Regions from separate parts of the Pan troglodytes genome. Here region 1 is linked to region 2. A link is a contact called in public Hi-C data. All regions are on one chromosome and are shown on one strand. Each heading gives the region's core, a stretch centred on a gene start, on an enhancer-like site or on the middle of the called end of the contact. The rest is flanking DNA. Distances are from core to core; before and after follow the strand shown. Region 1 overlaps LOC129138238 (a long non-coding RNA gene). Region 2 holds the start of RRBP1 (ribosome binding protein 1).

Region 1 (2,700 bases), core at 80-2,579, 210 kb after region 2:
CCGCCGCCCCCGCTGGCATGACATCACCTTCCCCACGCCGAGAAGCTGAAGTCTTTCTCATTTTGTTTCATGCTCCAAGCGCAGCTTTAAAAACCTTTCCTGGAGGTGGGGAGGGAAAATACCCAAAATATTAGCCGTGGCTACAGCTGGGTGTAGGATGCAGGGAGTTACTGTTTCCTTCTTTATACGTTTGTATTTTCCACAATGACCACATTCTATTTTTTATAGTCAGGAAAACGAATGAGTGTTTTTTAAGTAAGCAATTTAGAAGCCTATTTGGTTGCCTTCAGCATTTTTCAGGGCCTCAGCTCGTTTCTGGAGCCAGCTTTTCAGCCGCTCTTCTCTCCGTTCTCTCGCTCTCTGAGTGGAATTCTCTGCCTTCCACCCTTTGCTTCTGTCCTTTGAAAATGTGAGCGAAGCACAGTTGCTTGTGCAAACCACACCAGCCTCCTGAGATCCTCTCGATTTTCCTTCTCACTGGGAATATTTTTCATCAGAATGTATTCTCCCAAACTAAGAAAGGGACCTCATGTCCCCGCTGATCTGATGCACTGAGAACACAGCATCATTTTCCCAGTATTCTTGCCAAAAATACACAACCTGAGGCTTATCATGAGGAAACATCAGGCAGACCCAAACTGAGGGACATTCTACAAGAAAACTGCGTGGACTCTTCAAAAATGTCAAGGTCAGGAAAGACAAAGAAAGCCCAAGGAACTGCCGCCGATTGGAGGAGATTAGAGACAGGGCAACCAACTGCAGCACGTGATCTGGGATATTGTGTTGCTATAAAGGACATTACTGGGACAGTTGGTGACATCTAAATCTGAATACCGTCTGTAGATTAGCTAATTGTATTGAATCAGTGTTCGTTTCCTGACTTAGTCACTGCACTGTGGCTGTGTAGCAGAATGTCCTTTACTTTTTAGGAATTATACACTGAAGCTTTGGGAGATAGAGGGCATCACATCTGCAATTTACTCTTATGATTCAGAAAAATATATATATTTGTACACACAGACAGAGAAAACAGTAAGGCAAATGTGGCAAAAATGTTAATATTTGGGGAATCTTGATGAAGAGTTTAAAAAAAAAATCCCTTTGTTCTGTTCTTAGAATTTTTCTGTAAGTCCCTTTGCTTCTGACCTCTGGGTTAATGCAGCTGACACAACAGCCTGACTCCTAGGCTGACTGCTGACTAATTCTTTGCTTGATGCTCTTGACCTTGGACTGTGTCCTCCCCCGATTTAGCCCCTGTAGAGACAGTGAGCAGGAAGACTAGTTTGGTGAATAATAAATCCGCTGTCACTGCCACCATCACCACCAGCAGGGGCAGAGGGACTTTTGCTGAGCCCTCACTATGTAAGTCAATGCTCCCATACCCTGAGTGATGTACACAGTACTTCACTCAGTCCTCACAGTAGTCTTCTGAGGTTGCCATTACAATCCCCAATCTACAGATGAAGAAACTGAGGCTCAGAGATGAACTCACTTACCTAACGTCACAGCAGCTATTAAGTGGCAAGGCCAGAATTGACCCACAAATCTCTAGAACTCCACAGTCTTACACTAATCTGCCCTGACACTGGTAAGGAGACTGACTGGCTGTACTCTGTTCTGATATTTTCTCTCCTGATTCTCCTTTGCTGAAATAATAGAAACAAAAATAATTGTACCAGCCATAAAAAAATGAAATCCTGTCATTTTCAACAACATGGATGAACTTGGAGGACATCATATTAAGTGAAATAAGCCAGACACAGAGAGACAAATACTGCATGATCTCACTCATATGTGGAATCTAAAAAAAAAAAAAAAAATTGATCTCATAGAAGAAGAGTCAGAGAGTCCAACAGTGGTTACCAGAGCCTGGGAAGGGCAGGGGAGAGGGGAGGATGGGGAGAGGTCGGTCGACAGGTACAAATTACAATTAGATGGGAGGCATAAATTCTGGGGTTCTGTTACACAGTAGGGTGGCTATGGTTAACAGTAAGATATTGTATATTACAAAATAGCTAGAAGAGAGGCTTTTGAATGTTCTCACCACAAGGGAATGATAAATGCATAAGGTGATTGATATGCTAACTACCCTAATTTGACCATTATACAATATATGTATTAAAATATCAAACTGCACCCCATACCTATGTACAATGATAATGTGTCAATTATTTAAACTAATTAATTTAAAAAAATTATTATAAAGCTATGCTGCTCCATAGAGTGACCACATGTAGCTGTTTAAATTTAATAAGGCTGGGCATGATGGCTCATGCCTGTTATCCCAGCACTTTGGCAAATCAAAGCAGAGAATTGCCTGAGGCCATGTGTTCAAGACCAGCCTAGGCAACACAGTGAGATCCATCCCTAGAAAAAATAATTTTAAAATTAGCTGGGCGTGGTGATGCTTGCCTATAGTCCTAGCTTGACTGGGACTTTGAGGCTGCAGTGAGCTATGGCACGCCACTGCACTCCAGCCTGGGCAACCAAGCTGAGCTCTGTCTCTAAAAATTAATCAGTTAATTAATTAATTAATTAGAATTAAGTAAAATCTGAAATTCAGTTCCTCAGTCTCACTAGCCACATTTCAACTGCTGATTAGCTCCACGTGGCTTGTGGCTACAATTATTGGACAGAGCAGATTGTAAAACATTTCTAACACGGCAAAAAGTTCTATTGGACAATGCCGTTCCAAAAACT
Region 2 (2,700 bases), core at 61-2,560:
CTACAAGTGCTGGGTCTCCACAGCTTTCCTCGCAAATCGAAGCTAACAGGAGCCCCGATTTGCAGACCAGGAAATGGAGACCCCGAACGAAACAACTTGGTCGGGGTCACCCTCGCCAGCCGGGACACTCTAGAGCTAAAACTCGCGACTTATCATTCGGAGAGGGGTCCCTGAAGCATTGCGGGCGCCCTACTGGAAGCGCAGACCCCGGCCTGCCTCCCCTAATCAGGGCGCAGCGGGAGAGCCGGCCGGGCCGGGGCGGGCACCAGGCCGGGTGCCAGAGCGCTTGGCCGGCCCGGAGGTGTCCGCTTCCGCCCGGGGCTGGCACCGCCGGCCCATTCATCGTGGCCGCGGGCGGGGCGGGCCCCGGGCGCCCTCGTCCCCCCGCCGGGAGCCCTCGAGCTAGGCTCCGCGCAGCCCAGCCGGGGAAACGGTGGCCCCGGCCCCGCCGCCAGGGGGAGCAGGGAGCCGCCTCCCGCACTCCGGGAAGTTGCCACCGCGGCCGCCCGGCGTCCGTACCATGGACAGACCCGGTCCCTGCGCCGCGAGCCCTGCGACCCCGGCCCACCCCGTCGGGGACCGTCCCAGCCCCGCGAAGCGCCAGCGGGCCGCGGCCCAGGACCGGCGCGCTCGGCCCGTGGGCCCCCATTCAATCCCGCCCTCCTCCCCTCGGCCGGCCTCCGCCGCCTTCCGCCCGCACCCCCACCCCTCCGGCCCGGACTCCAGCCCGGCAACGTCATCCGGCGGCTTCCCGAAACTTAACCCCTTCCTCCGCCAGCTGTGCGCCGCCCCGCCCCGCCGCCAACTTTCTTCGCCCAACTTCGGAGCGCGCTGGCCGGCCCGACGGCCCTGCCGGGAGGGAGGGAGGCAGGGAGCGGTCGCCACGTCGCGCCCGCCTGCCGCCGCAGCTCCCCCGACGGCGAGGGCCGCGGGGTCCACACCACGGGGCGCGCCCTGCCTACGCCCCGGTACGGCGCTTGCCCGGCACCCCCGCCCCGAGTCCGACCCCGACCCCGATGGTGCACGGCCGCGGCGGCGGGCGGCGGGCGGCGGGCGGGCCGGGGGAGGGGCCGCCGAGGAGACGTGTCACTCGCGGCGCAGCGCGGCCGGCCCCGGCCCCCCGACGGCCCAGCCCGCGCGCGGCCGCTGCAGGGCCCGGCCAAGTTTCTTACCTGCAGCCAGAGACGCGAGAGGGAAAGCGAGAGGGCAGGAGCCGCCGCCTTCGCAGCCGCCGCGGAGCCGGGAGAGAGGAGCCGGCCAAGCCTCCGCCAAGAAACCGCCCCCGAGCAGCTGTAGACGCTGCGACCCTGACGCCGCCCGCCCCGTCTGCCGTCCGCTCCGGCCGCTTGCTGGCTGCGTGCGCGCGTGTGGAGTCGTGGCACTTTCTGCCTCAGAGCTGGCGAACGGCCCCCTCCGCCGGGATCGCCGCCTCCTGCCTTCCCCACCCGGGCCAGCCATTCATCGAGCCGCCTCTTTCCATTGGTCCGCACCCCGCCACTCTGCCGGTCGCTGGCCAGTCAGGACGCGGGTGGCCGAGCCGCGGCGGCGGCCATTGGGCAGAGAGGAGGGTCTCCACCTCGGCCAATGGGAGAGGGGAGGAGCTGCGGGGAGGTGAAGGGGGCAGGGCCGGGAGAGGCGGGGCCGAGCGGCGCGGCGCTCGGCCGTGCGCGGGGCGGAGCGGAGCAGGAACGCCCCGCCCACCGAGGGGGGGGTCTCCGGCCAGCTCCGCCCACTCTGGGCCCGCGGCTCTCCCAGCAGTCTCTGACTAGGATCCGGCTCTGCCTAGGCGGGAAGCAGAAGGTTCGGGTCCCGGCGGCCCCGGGCCTGCGCCTCTGGATACCGCTGGGCTGACATGGCGGTGGCTGAACAGGGTTGCGCAACCGCGAACAGCCAAGGAAGCTGCTTTATTTAAACCCAACTAACTTCCCCCGAAGCAGCGCCCCCTCGGGCCGCCGGGTATGAGGACAAGCTCTGCTGGGGGTCAGCCCAGGGAGAGCAAGTTCTTATCATCAAAGAGATTGCAATCAGCACCAGAAGGAATTTCCTTGAGTAAATGGAGGAATTGGGGTGAAAGAGCCAGAAAGTGCACGAGGAATTGAAGCGGATGTCATCGCCCTCGTTGTTAGGGAGGGTACAACTGAGGCACGGTCTATTTAAGATACTCAACCAAATCACAGCCGGCAGAGCAATAATTACAATCCACTCTGTGGCGTTTTATTCCATGCGTTGGGGAAGGTGAGAGGTTCTAACCTAAGAAAACTCATCCGTGTCCCACAAAACGGAGCAACTGGTACTTCCTCATTCCCTGACTTTCTCCCCAATGTCAGCCGACACTCAGTCTTCATAATTAGTCAAGTCTTTAAATTAAAATAATTTTAGGCTTGATTTTTAACCATTATGTCAGCGTCTCTTAAAGCCAACCCTTTGAACTTGAGCCAAAGCCAGCTTCTTTGGAATTTTGGATTCTGAGCAACCAAAGGCTGCCTAGACTGCCCCACATCACTTCCCTAGCTCCCGTTGCTGCAGAATCCCGTGCCTAACATCTATTTCTTGGACAATTTTCAATCTTCCCTGTCCCCATTTGTCACTAGTACTGTACTAGCTGTTGTTAGAAAGATGTGAAAAATACAAGCCTTCATGGGGAATAAAGAGCGATTGGGTTGAAATTAAACTGGTCATTCCTATTTTTAATCTTGGCGG

What was found. A called contact is a pair of places that touch in the nucleus more often than the background predicts.
Region 1: a Hi-C map of a lymphoblastoid cell line shows a contact between it and region 2, with 2.4 times the contacts expected there. The contact joins the enhancer-like site here to the promoter of RRBP1 in region 2. A contact is called at or near these places in 4 of 7 Hi-C or Micro-C datasets (induced pluripotent stem cells, a lymphoblastoid cell line and stem cell-derived neural progenitor cells) and 1 of 1 datasets of contacts at active chromatin or transcription factors (stem cell-derived excitatory neurons).

Annotation. Positions count from the first base shown.
Region 1 is chr21:24,412,887-24,415,586 of NHGRI_mPanTro3-v2.0_pri, forward strand. LOC129138238 (a long non-coding RNA gene) reads right to left here. Exons shown (of 2, transcript XR_008541383.2): 2 at 1-99. Among named protein-coding and RNA genes, the nearest start is that of SNX5, 72 kb to the right of the region's middle. Within about 2 kb of position 1,330, at least 8 of the 24 cell types and tissues checked have an H3K27ac peak or open chromatin away from gene starts, as enhancers often do. A contact at or near this core is called in a lymphoblastoid cell line and stem cell-derived neural progenitor cells, where this site is marked.
Region 2 is chr21:24,198,816-24,201,515 of NHGRI_mPanTro3-v2.0_pri, forward strand. It overlaps RRBP1 (ribosome binding protein 1), which reads right to left and starts at 1,311. Exons shown (of 26, transcript XM_063803129.1): 1 at 1,173-1,311.